3 separate regions of the Zea mays genome follow, and regions 1 and 2 are each linked to region 3. Evidence: chromatin contacts called from public Hi-C data. All regions are on one chromosome and are shown on one strand. The core of a region is the stretch at or near the end of the contact, and the rest is flanking DNA. Distances in the headings are between cores, read along the strand shown.

What was found. Hi-C and Micro-C count contacts between places; a contact is called where the count stands out from the background.
Region 1: a contact with region 3 is called in a Hi-C map of leaf, with 4 times the contacts expected there. The contact joins the promoter of LOC100279076 here to the promoter of LOC100285980 in region 3. A contact is called at or near these places in 5 of 25 Hi-C or Micro-C datasets (bundle sheath, ear, leaf and 1 more).
Region 2: a contact with region 3 is called in a Hi-C map of ear, with 1.6 times the contacts expected there. The contact joins the promoter of LOC541873 here to the promoter of LOC100285980 in region 3. A contact is called at or near these places in 3 of 25 Hi-C or Micro-C datasets (ear, leaf and tassel).

Annotation. Positions count from the first base shown.
Region 1 is chr9:152,435,793-152,440,006 of Zm-B73-REFERENCE-NAM-5.0, forward strand. It overlaps LOC100279076, which reads right to left and starts at 1,618. Exons shown (of 1, transcript NM_001152127.2): 1 at 888-1,618. The coding sequence starts at 1,456. The coding sequence ends at 992. LOC100283770 (glucan endo-1,3-beta-glucosidase 3) reads right to left here. Exons shown (of 3, transcript NM_001156669.2): 2 at 2,246-3,502; 3 at 1,784-2,145. The coding sequence ends at 1,964.
Region 2 is chr9:152,473,285-152,477,351 of Zm-B73-REFERENCE-NAM-5.0, forward strand. It overlaps LOC541873 (homocysteine S-methyltransferase 1), which reads right to left and starts at 1,688. Exons shown (of 7, transcript NM_001111541.1): 1 at 1,427-1,688. The coding sequence starts at 1,579.
Region 3 is chr9:152,298,953-152,303,076 of Zm-B73-REFERENCE-NAM-5.0, forward strand. LOC100285980 reads left to right here and starts at 2,369. Exons shown (of 2, transcript NM_001158869.2): 1 at 2,369-3,903. The coding sequence starts at 2,511.

The DNA of each region.
Region 1 (4,214 bases), core at 368-2,867, 140 kb after region 3:
GCTCGCCTCGCGTGGCCTGGCCTGGCCTGGCCTGGCCTGGCCTGGCCGGGCCGGGGCAGGGCGAAGGGCGCGGGCGCACGACATGCGCGTGAATGGTCCGCCGAAATCCGGCCCCTCGCCTTGCGGGGGGCGCGGCTACCTTTTGCCGTTTGATTTTTTGGTTTCTTGGCTGTTACGCTTATCCTAACCGATCGCTACAAAATCTCAACTGATTGCGAGATTTTCGTGGGCGGATAAGCACGGGGGGTCGCGGACTCGACCCTATAAAAGGAGCCCGGCAGCCAGCCTCCAAATCATCCCCAGATTCCAGTTCGCTTTCGCCTCTCTTCATAGCTGAGCCGCCTTTTAGTTCCCTTCGTCCCGACCGCAGAGGTGCATCTGCGATCAGGAGAGCAGGTCTCCGGAACCCTTCGTCTTCTAGATCCTGCACCGGGAGAGGGCGAATAAGGTTTTTGGGAAGCGTCTTCACGCGACTGCTCGTGATCTTCTGACATCGTCGACCCAGCTGATCCTGGCGCGCGCCAACAATCAGTAAGTCTAATCAGTACGCATCATCTGATTTGGCTTTTATTTCAGTTCTTCTGATTTGGTCATGATTTATATTCGGAATTTAATTTGGAATTTGTCTAATTATTCAACAGGAACATCGGAAGAGGCCTTCCGCTTTCCCTGTAGCCACGCTACCAAATCTTACCGTATCCTTCTATCTCTCCCTCCCGCACCCGCGGAAGAAAAGCAGGAGCTGTATTCTTCAACAAGAGAGCAAGATTTCACGAGGAAACGCCAAGAGAAGAGAGCACAACGCAGAGGGTAGGAAGAAAGCACCATTCCTCTTGCCTTTGGTTCGGTGTGGTTAAAGCAAGAATAATCATCATCGAGCCATCGAATCGTCGTCACGGATTCAAGATATAACTGATTAATCCAAACAAAATCATTTAGAGAAAAACAACAACAAAAATAGATGCAAACAACCAACAACAAATCTCGTTATTCACAAGTGTAAGGGAAGGGAATTGTTGGACCCACGAGAGAAAACGCGAGGAGCTATAGAAAGAAGACGCATGTCCAGAGGTCCAGGTGTATGATCTCGCATCTCTTCGGTAACCAAAGCCAGGATGCGCACAGCTGCGACCAGGGCTTCAGAACTTTCAAAACTCGAAGAGTGCCCGAGCAGAGAACGTCTTGAAGTAAACCAATCGAAGAAACGAGAACAAGATTTCACCCTACGTGAGCATAGCGACTCGAAAAACAAAGCAACAAAAAAAATGGTTGTGGTCGTTGCAAGGAGATCGTTGCAGGGTGATGAAGGCGGCGACGCGGAGGAAAAACCAGACCGATGCCCTTTGGCCTTTGCCCTGTTATATACAGGGCGCTCGCACGGCTGAAAAGGGCAAATTACAGCTACACCCATTCCGGCCGCGTGGGCCAAAAAATGATTGTGGTCGGCCCATCCCATCTAGCTGAGGCACGCCGCCGCACGTTGACAGAGGCGTGCAGGGCCGTTGCCGTCTTTGGATGCCAATGGACCGTAGCTGCTTCGTCTCTAAAAAGGATGAACACGATACACCTGATTACTCCCGCCCGGGGTAGCTGGTGTTGTGCTTTGTTAGTTCTGAACTTCGATGCTGATTAACCTTTGCTGCAACACACTGGTTTCGACACAAGTCGGTGGTGAACAATGGCCAGTATTTTCCGACCCTAGCGTTGTGTGTTGTAACAATCTCTACCTGAAACCCTAAGCATCCTCTTTGCTCAGTCATCACGATCAACCGGAGCAATTGCGGGGAAGCAAACCAATTTCCGTTCGATGCCAATAGAGAAACCCAGCAGATGACAAGAGCATCAGAACAGAAGCACATCCGCCTCCGTTCCACAGCAAAAAGAATCATCCCTCCTTCACGACGAATGCCTAACTCTGCAAAGACTGCATTGATTCCAGGGTGCCTAGTAGCTCTAGTAGTAACTACAACAGGAGGAGGGCGCTGAAGAGCAGCGCTGCGGAGACGATGCGGACGAGTGACGAGACGTCGCCGAACTCCCGGTGCGCGCCGGAGCCTCCCTCCGTGGAGTTCGACGACGGCGCCAGCGAGGTGCCGTTCATCAACGACGTCCCGTTCTTCCCACCATAAACACAAGATCCGTGGCCTGAAGAAAGAAGCACCAGACACGCAAACGCAACACAACGAATGAGTCAAACCATGCCAGCAGCAGCAGAGGCATAATGCATGGTGATCTTCTTTCTTACTCGGGTCGGTCGTCGTGACGACCGCGACGCCGCTGAAGTAGCACGTCCCGGAGCCCATTCCCATGCCGTGGTAGTAGGCGTTGAAGGCGTACGTGGCGTGCGCCTCCACGGTGTCCGGGTCGTAGCACGGCTGGCCCTGCATCAGCACGGAGCAGTCCACCTTCCCGGGGCCGCACGCCCAGTCCAGCGCCGCCTGCAACATCTTGGGGTCCGCGCCCTCCCGCGCCACGCAGTAGGTCTGGTTCGTCGTGTCGTTGGCCAGCAGGACGCCGGAGCCCGTCAGGTGCAGGGTGTAGGCCGGGACGCCGTTCATGTCGAACAGGCCCCAGTACTTCTCCGACGTGGAGCCGGGCCGGGTGTCCTCGTCGTACAGCTCGTAGATGTAGGTCGGCACGGCCACCCTGGGGTGCTTCGGCGTGCCGGTGCTGTTCATCACGTGCCGGATGAGGTTGCTGTTGTACGTGTCGGCGTTGTCGGAGGTGGCGTCGGGCTCCGAGGAAGGGTCGCCCTTGTGCGGCCACCCGGTCTCCGTCACCATCACCGGCACGTTGGTGACATTGAGGTACGCCATGGCGAAGTAGGCGGCGTCCACCACCGCGTCGAACACGTTGGTGTAGTGCAGCAGGGTGTTGGCGTCCACGGCCTCCTTGTTGGCCGGCAGCGGCCGGAACAGCGCGTAGTCCAGCGGGATGACGCCGTTGGAGCGCATGTAGTCGTAGTAAGGGTACACGTTGAGCATGAGCGGCGACCCCGTGGACTGCAGGAACTTGAGCATCGGCACCAGCACGCTGTCCAGCGACCTGTTGAAGAAGGCCTGCGACGGCGGGAAGGAGTCGAGGATGATGGACGACGAGTGCGGCGTCGAGATCTTGATGTACCGGTCCAGCGCCGCGGCCACCAGCGCGTTCTGGAGGTAGCGCATGGCGGGCATGAGCAGCGGCGCCGCGTTGGGCTGCGCGGAGAGCACCTCGGAGCCCACGGCGATGGCCGTGATGTTGACGGCGGGGAAGTGCGCGGCCACGTTGCGCGCCACCCAGTTGGCCGCCGTCGCGTTGGAGTTGCCGATGGCCAGCAGCTGCTCGTTAGGCACGGACACGATGACGCGGATGCCGGTGTTGGAGAGCGCCGCTAGCATGGCGGGGTCGGCGTCGTAGAGGCGGACGTGGCGGATGTTCTGCGAGCGGAGCAGCGTGGTGATCTGCGTCGGCGCCGGGACCGACGACATGGCCGTGCCAATGTTCACGCCAATGTACGCACCTGCACGCGATGACAGCGACAACAAAAAAAAAAGCAGAGAAACCAAAGTGTAAGAAAATCTTTGTTGACGAAAGCGATCACAGTTATGCTATTGCAGAAACGCCAAAACTTGTAACAAATCGAGCTTGTGCAACCAAAGACACAAATACGGAGGTCAGATGTTTTTTTTAAAAAAAATATTCTGTTTCAAAACAAACCTTCCATCTTCGACGAATATTTTTTAAAAAATATCATCTTACCTTCATGATCGTGTCTTGATTGCACGCTTGTACTAATATATATAGTTGCACTTTTAACGTGTCAAGTTGGGTTTTTTATTTTTTGATGTGATTCGATTAATGCAAGGCAGGAATCCAGATAAAGAACGCATTCTTTCGAGCATAGCTGTGTGGAACAAAATATAAAATAAAATAAATGTCCGTACACGAGACAGTAGAAAACAAGAAAGGTCGAAATGCATGATATCATGTGTTTTCCTAGCGAACAAAACAAACAAAAGGGAAATCGAGATATGGGAGAGGATCAGAGGACGCCGAGATAGCTGTAAAGCACAACGCGGGCCAGCCAGCTTGGTGTACGGAGAAAGACGTTGGGAACAGGAGCGCCCATGCTGCTGTCCAGGCCATCCACAGAAAATCCTGGACATCGTGTAGTGGCCAGTGGCCACAGTGCATCTTGCTACTGCTTGCACCAGCGCACTTGCACGGCCAAG
Region 2 (4,067 bases), core at 438-2,937, 170 kb after region 3:
ACTCAGATCCACTACTTTTTTTAAGACAGATCAAATTTTTAATAGAAAAAACAGAAAAATACAATTACCAACCCCCCATAAGGTATCATTAGCAACTAGGCATGCTAATGGGTTAAATTCCATGCCATACCCAATTCGACTCATAACAAATTTACTCTCTTCTTCCACCCACCCATCTATATTTTTACACTTTCAACCCAACCCATAAACTAATTAAAACCTGCAGGTTTATTATGAAAACCCATAGATTTGCATAAAGTGTAGATATAAGTTTTCATAAGACATATAGGTTCACGTCAAAAATCGAACCCTTGAATTTAAAATCCCATTCTCACATTATAAACTTTTGTCAAAGTCGACAAGAACCTTTTGCAAATGGTTTAATGCAACAGTTAACTAATTCATACGAATTAGGACTACTAGATCAATATGTGGGCCCCACATCAAAGTCAGACCTTAGAAACAAAAGCTCGCATTGACACCTTAAAAATTTATCGGAATTGATTGAAACTTGTCAAACAGGATTCAAAAGATCACGAAAATAATCTGTGTCAGCACATGGGACCACTCAAAAATCAGACCCTAAAAATAAGAGTTCACGTTCATATCTTAAAATTTTATCGAAATTGATTGAAATCTGTTAAGTATTTACAAAATATTATGAAGCTGGCGTTCATATCTTAATTTTTTAATAAAATGAAATAAAATTTGTTAAATAGGATCCAAAATACTATGAAGCTAATATGTGGCAGTTAGCACGGCAAGATCTACACAAGCGACCCAGATCAAAAGCCAAACCCTAGAAATAAAAATTTGCATCCGCACCGCACCTTAAATTTTTAACAAAGTTAACTAAAATTTATTAGATAAGATTCAAAGTACCATAACGCTACTCTATACGAATTAGTGTGCTAAGATAAACACAACACATGGACCCCCACCTTAAATTAACGTACTGCCTATGTAATTTGTGTTACACTCAGTGACTAAGTCTATCTCAAATCAATATAAATGTAAAGTACAATAATGAAAAATGCAACATCAACCTATGAGTTCAACCCATTCAACCCCCCCCCCCCCCCCCCCCCCCCCCAAAAAAAAGTACCAAATCCTAAATCACCCAGCCCAATTTTCTGTTAAAACCAACCCAGCCCGTTCCCTCCCATCTAAAATGCACCCACTTAAAAACCAAACCGATTAAACCTACATGAACCCAACCCATTAACAACATGCGCAAACTCAGTATCTGCAGGATCACATTCACATCTAGCGCAGCAATAGTTTATTTCTCGTGGGTACTCGTGGAGAACAGAAACACAGCAAACAGATGGCGCCTGTTGGGGGTCGCACGCATTGCATCGCAACTGCAAACATACAGCGTAAAACATGCCGGCCCGGCGGGTCGTTGGCCCAGAGCTGTTATTACCTCCTTGACGAGGTGCGGCCTGGTGATGAGGCAAGCGGCGCTCCAGAGCGGGTCGTTGATGTCGGCGCCGAGCGCCTCTAGCTGCGTGGCGAAGCCGCCGTCGATGACCGCGCACCCGCCCGCTCTCGCCACGAGGTCCTCCAACACCCCCATCCCGGCCGGTTCAATCAAGCCGAGCCCGAGCGCGGCGCGACTAGTCGGGCCGCCGCACGCAGCAACGGGAGTCGGGCGCGGGATATGCAGAGCCAGCAGCGGACGGGACGGGAGCGGTAGGGAGACGGAGAGGGATGTATATATATCGGTGAGAATGAGATGGTTTAGGCCTTTAGGGTAGGTACACGACCACTAAATTTGGCGAGAAGCAAAGCAATCCGATCGAGCGTGGCAACGAACGCGGACTGGTTTCTGGGGTAGGTGCGCTCGCAGAACAGCTGGACCATCCAGGTCCAGTCCAGGACCACGACGGTATGCCGTTGCTTCGCGTTTGAACCCGGCGCACTTTCAACGATATGCCGTATTGTAACCGGAATTTTGTTGTCTTTCTTAACACGAGAAATTTTCTCTTGCTGACGCAAACTGTATTTCCACAGTTTCATCGGGATGGGGTGGGCGGTGCAGCAGAGGGAGATGGTCAGCGGGTAAAATTGGAAAAAAGTATATTTTATCTCTCTCGATCACACAAAACTCATATTTCCTCCCTTAACTATAAAATCAGATATAACTCCTCACTTATCTTTCAAGATCCGACGTGACCTCCTGGCTGTTTACGTGATGTTTTTCTTCTTTTTCATTTAATTTACTTGAATTTGTGATAAATCTCAGTAAAACTAATTTAGTTGTAAATTTATCTAAATAAATCTATAACTCAGTCATATGAGCATAACCTTTTTACTATAACTCAAACATGCAATGAATTGTCAGCCATAAAATGAACTCTCTTTTTTTTTGCGGTAAATTTCGACATTTTTTTTTTTTTTTGCAGCTACATACATACTGTGGCCAGCCCAATGTTCTCATAGAAGACCGTCCTCTTCTAGTCTTCTTAGACGTGACGTATCGGAGGACAGTGCAGTGCACTCCAAGAGTTGGGCGCGGTGCAACCACCCAAGAGTGCCGAAGGTGTGGTAATCGGTTCATTACACACCACGGTATCCGGCAACATTCAACTGAACCTACCCCAGAATGAACCGAGCCAACAGAACTGGACTTCGTTGCCTTGCTGCTTGCTTCATTCCACAAAATGCGAAACGTGGGTAGCGAGGCAGTCCATCGATTCAGTTTGCGCCACCACCATGGACTTCTGTTCCTTTTCCAAGCCTGGCTCCAACAAAAGCTCCTACAGCCTACTGTACTCTAAATATAGAGGATCAAACGATCCTCTACGCTCTCCAGTAGCGTCCTCTAAATTTAGAGAACGCTGCTGGATTCTCTCTCTATGTATAGTTTTTTTTCTAAACGGTCCTCTATCTATTTGAAAACTTTAAATAATCGATTTAGTAAAACTAAAATATGTACAATAAATTTAAGAGTATGACAAATATGTATATACAAAAAGTAAAAAATAAAAAATGTCTCTAATATAGATATTTGCGTATAGAGGACGTGATTTATATTTTAGAGAACGTTGTTGGAGAGGAAAGAGATATAGAAGATAAAATCTTTTAGAGAAGACTGCAAAGAATGAATATAGATGATGGATATAAAGTGCGTTGCTGCGTAACGTAATAAGTTTTGTCGGCTAGAAGTGGCAGTAGACCATCTAGACCTTGTAAACGCACACACCAAGCAAACGCACATGATCTCACTTCGGCCCAAAATGATTGTGTACGTCAGACCCATTTGGCCCATCAGGCCTCCGTCCAGCTCCCTCCCTGCCAGGCTGCCACCGCGTGACCGTCCGCCAACACAAGGAATTCTCTCACGTGCCGCGCGGACGGCGGACATCCGAGAAGACGTCCCAACGCCCCCCGCAGATGGGATGAAAATGGTATCGTTTTTTAAAATTCTGGAAACTATTTTTAATTTTTAATTAGATTCATCGATAATAGTATTTTTTGAAATAGAATTGGTTATTGAAATTTTGTATCAAAATCGGTGTTGTGTTTTACGGACTATTTCCTTCAGTAACCGAATTTAGGTCTCAGAATTTTTCGGAATTAGGTCTCAGAATTTTCCATAATTTTTAAAAGGTGTGGACCTGTGAACTTTTGTGAGAAATTGTTATATTATGAACTTATGATCTTTGTTATATCGTGAAAACTATTTAACATTGATGTATCGTTAATAATGTCAAAAGGTATATGTAAACATACTACGAAGTAGTTTTAACACGTTATTAGAAATATTAAAATCAACTAATTAGAACTAGTCATGGATAGAAAAAAGTTTAGATAGGTTCACTATATATTGTTCTCTGTGGTTACGAATAAATATCGAATATTCTATATTTTTATCGAATATGGATCTGAATCAGATAGAAAAAAAATAATGATTAAATTCAGGTATGTTTATTTAGTGTTTGTATTAAAAATTATTCGAATATATATTTCTTATTTTCTTTCCCTAATTCCCTACACGTCATCAACTCCGCGCGCGCGCGGCTGCTGAAACGTGCCTCGCCCATCCTACTACGCCGACGGGC
Region 3 (4,124 bases), core at 1,119-3,618:
GGTGAAGGTCAACATTAGGTGAGCAATGCCGCGCAGCCAGCCAGCCAGGGACTGACATAGGGCATGGGTCTGGTTGATCAGCAAACACAGCACACAGGTCCAATCTCAGGGCAGACAGTTGTGATCTTCTTGCAAAAGCCACAGAAACGAAGATGGTTGTTGAGGACTAAATTTGACCCAGAGCTAAAAGGTCGTTTGGTTTGAGAAATCACTCTATCTAAAATGAGATAGTGCATCATGAATATATTTCTTAAACTTGGTGTGATGACCGTGTTCCTCATGTTATACTAACTAACTATGAAAAATGAGTTAGTGATGGATTAACTCATTTCATTCCACAAACCAATCAAAAAAAATTAAGAGTGAGAAAATAATAAACTAGCTTATTCCTTCAACCAAACACCCTATAAAGTAACGAGCTGGTGGTTCACTTGGCTTTAATCTAGATATCAATGATCATGAAAAATACATTGAAGTCTTGAGAGGAGAGGGGGAGGACAGAGGACACAGCTCCTCTACCGTAATGTCCTACGGCTGACGCGTGGGCCAGGTTACGGTAGACCCACACGCTAACCGCCTTCTACCGTAACATTCACGGATTTTACGGCAGAGGATCTTGCCGGGGGATGGAGCTCAGCCTTGCCAAGGTCGATTCTGTTGAGTTTGTGATCTAAATTCTGAAGATTGCGACCAAGTTGGTGAGCGAATCGGAGGCTCGTCGCCGGGAGGTTTGGGCCAGAGCGCAGCGATGCCAACTGGCCTTCCCGCGGCCCAGGGACGCCTGGGGTGCGGGGGGGGGGGGTACGGATCGTTTCCCTACTCGTTTTAGGGTTTCACCTCTATAAATATCTTTGTAAGCCGCAGGAGATAATCATCTCAATTGTAAATCTCCTGCGATCTGTAACCACCTGAAAAAAATGAGAAGTTGTTGGCCGGCGCCCGTGGTTTTTCCCTTCGCTTTAGAGGGTTTTTCCACGTTAAATCTGTGTCTTCTCTGTGATTGATCCCCTTTGTGTCGTATTCATTTATAACAGATTCCTGTGTTGTGCTGCAACTACCCTAGCCGATCTCGATATGACTAGTTTAGGATCTTGTTAGCCTGGTTCCTATACACCTTAGAGCATCTCCAACATAGTGAATCTAAATAATGCTAAAAAATCAAATACTATATCATTCAAAGCGACACTAAAAATAAATTGTGTTTCTATAGTTAAGTCCTAAATCATGTATTTTTTGTGAGTGAATTAAAGAAAATATTGAAAATGATATAGAAAATAATGATATGACACTAGTCTGGGTGCGAAATATTTGAGTCACTTTATGGAGTGCCTTACATTTTTTTGCCATTTTTTTAAAAATCGAACACTATTTGAGTTGTTTTTTATGAATTGGGATATTTTAAGATAGAGCTACTATTTTAAGGTATTATTGGAAATGTTGTTAGGCTATCTTTAATTATCACTACATTTCTTCTGTTACATGTATTTTCTATTATATTTTACTATACCATCCTAAAATACCATCCTAAAAGATAGTTCCTTATATACAGGATGTCTCTAATCATTGATCCTACTTGGATCCTCTATTTATTATAATTAAATTATTTAATATAACATCTGTTTTTAAATATTTATCTTGCTCTAGTTTATTTTTAACTAAAACGCGACAGAAAAAAAAACGGAAGTAATATGTTTTAGGACTTTGGAGTTGTCCTATGAGAAACCTTACGCTGTAAGCTTTAAAAATGATACTCATGTATGTGGTTCGAACTCGCCTACGATGCCACGCTGGAGCGCAGCATGACAAATTACCTCCGTGTATGTGTATATGCATCCATCGTGTGTTAAATTGTTTTGATAGATTTAAGATTAAATTTTTACATTAAACTCCTCCAACATATATAGATTAAAGTGAAGAATATTTGACACCTAAACAAAACCTGAAGAATATTTACATAGGGAATTTCTTACTGTCAAATGCATTCTAGCAAACGCTATATAGACTGACAAATCAACATGAGGAGTAGCAGGGCAAAGGATCAGAAGAAATTCGAATGTCTCGGTGGCCGCTCAACTTATCTACCATAACCATTGTTTTTTTTCATAACTGAAATCATGAGGAAATTTATACTAATTGCCCTTGCTCCTGTCCAGCCGGTCCCACATACAGACTTAAAAACAGAACAACTGCCATGTTGCCCTTTTCTCCCAGTAGCATTGGATGGAAAGCGAAAATCCTCCAACCAAGCTCCAGTAAGAGCCACCTGCAGCGGCTATCATTAAAGCAATCAGGCCAGGCGTTAAGCCAATGAGCTCTCCGAATCCCACCTTTAATCAGCTCCTCCAGCTCCCAAACCTTCCATTATAACGCATAAATCCGTGCTCACTCTATTTCTACTGCTTCTAGTACTCTCCCCACAAGCATCCCCCTCCATGATAGTGCTTCCTCTGAGCTAAGGCTCTCTCACCTAAACACCCGCTCACCCCAAGTCCACGCCGGCGATTGCCGCAATGCCGGCGCCGGCAGCGGGCTTGTCCGTCCTGGTGCTCTTCGTCTTCGCCGCCGCCCTGCCGGCCCTTTCTGCCGATGACCTCAACACCGACGCGCAGGCGCTGCAGGCGCTACGCTCGGCGGTCGGCCGCTCCGCGCTGCCATCGTGGAACAGCAGCACGCCCACGTGCCAGTGGCAGGGCGTCACCTGCGAGAGCGGCCGCGTCGTCGAGCTCCGCCTCCCCGGCGCCGGGCTCATGGGCAACCTCCCTTCGGGCGTGCTCGGCAACCTGTCGGCGCTCCGCACGCTCTCCCTCCGGTACAACGCGCTCACGGGGCCCATTCCGGACGACCTCTCCCGCCTGTCCGAGCTCAGGGCCATCTACTTCCAGCACAACAGCTTCTCCGGCGAGGTCCCGGCATCGCTGTTCGAGCTCAAGAACCTCGTGAGGCTGGACATCGCGGGGAACAAGTTCAGCGGCAAGATCTCGCAAGACTTCAACAAGCTGATCCGCCTCGGAACGCTGTACCTCGACGGGAACAGCTTCACCGGCGAGATCCCCAAGCTGCAGCTGCCTGCATTGGAGCAGTTCAACGTGTCGTACAACCAGCTCAACGGGTCCATCCCCAACACGCTCCGGAAGATGCCCAAAGACTCATTCTTAGGCAACACGGGCCTCTGCGGCGGTCCACTCGGCCTGTGCCCCGGCGAGTCCGCGCCCACGCCGGCCGGAGCGCCGGAGTCGCAGCCAGGCGCGGGCGGTGCAGGCGACGTCGGTGGCGGCAAGAAGAAGAAGCTCTCCGGCGGCGCCATCGCTGGCATTGCCATCGGCTCTGTGTTCGGCGTGCTGCTCTTGCTCGCCCTGCTTTTCTTCCTCTGCCGGAAGAGGTCCAGCGCGCCACGGTCGGCGGCGGCGGCGGCGGAGAAGGGGCGGGAACTCGGCATGGGGCCGATGGATGTCGAGCCAAAGGGACAGAACGGCTCAGCAGGCGGCCACAACGGCGTTGCGGCGGCCGTCGCAGTTCCTACCGCCGCCGCTGCCGCCGCTGTGGCTACGGCGGCAGCAAAGACCGGCGGGTCGACCGGGTCCAAGAAGCTCATCTTCTTCGGCCCCATGGCGGCGGCCCCGCCGTTCGACCTGGAGGACCTGCTGCGCGCCTCGGCGGAGGTGCTTGGCAAGGGCGCGTTCGGGACGGCGTACAAGGCGGTGATGGAGAACGGGTCCGCCGTGGCGGTGAAGCGGCTCAAGGACGTGGACCTCCCGGAGCCGGAGTTCCGGGAGCGCATCGCGGCCATCGGCGCCGTGCAGCACGAGCTGGTGGTGCCCCTCCGCGCCTACTACTTCAGCAAGGACGAGAAGCTCCTCGTCTACGACTACATGTCCATGGGCAGCCTCTCCGCCCTGCTGCACGGTAAAATTTCCCGCCTTCCACCATTTTTACCGTTTCTTCCTGACGAGGTCGTTACCCCCGTACTGTCGGTGGGCGGGTTGGGCGAGGACGATCGTTTCGCCATACACAGCCTGGCAATATTCTGTGACAGGTGAAGAGGGAGAAAAATCCCTCCATCCGGATTGGTGGCGGCCCTCAATCAATTCGCTGGAACCTAATCTTCTGCCTGCCCCACGTTGCAT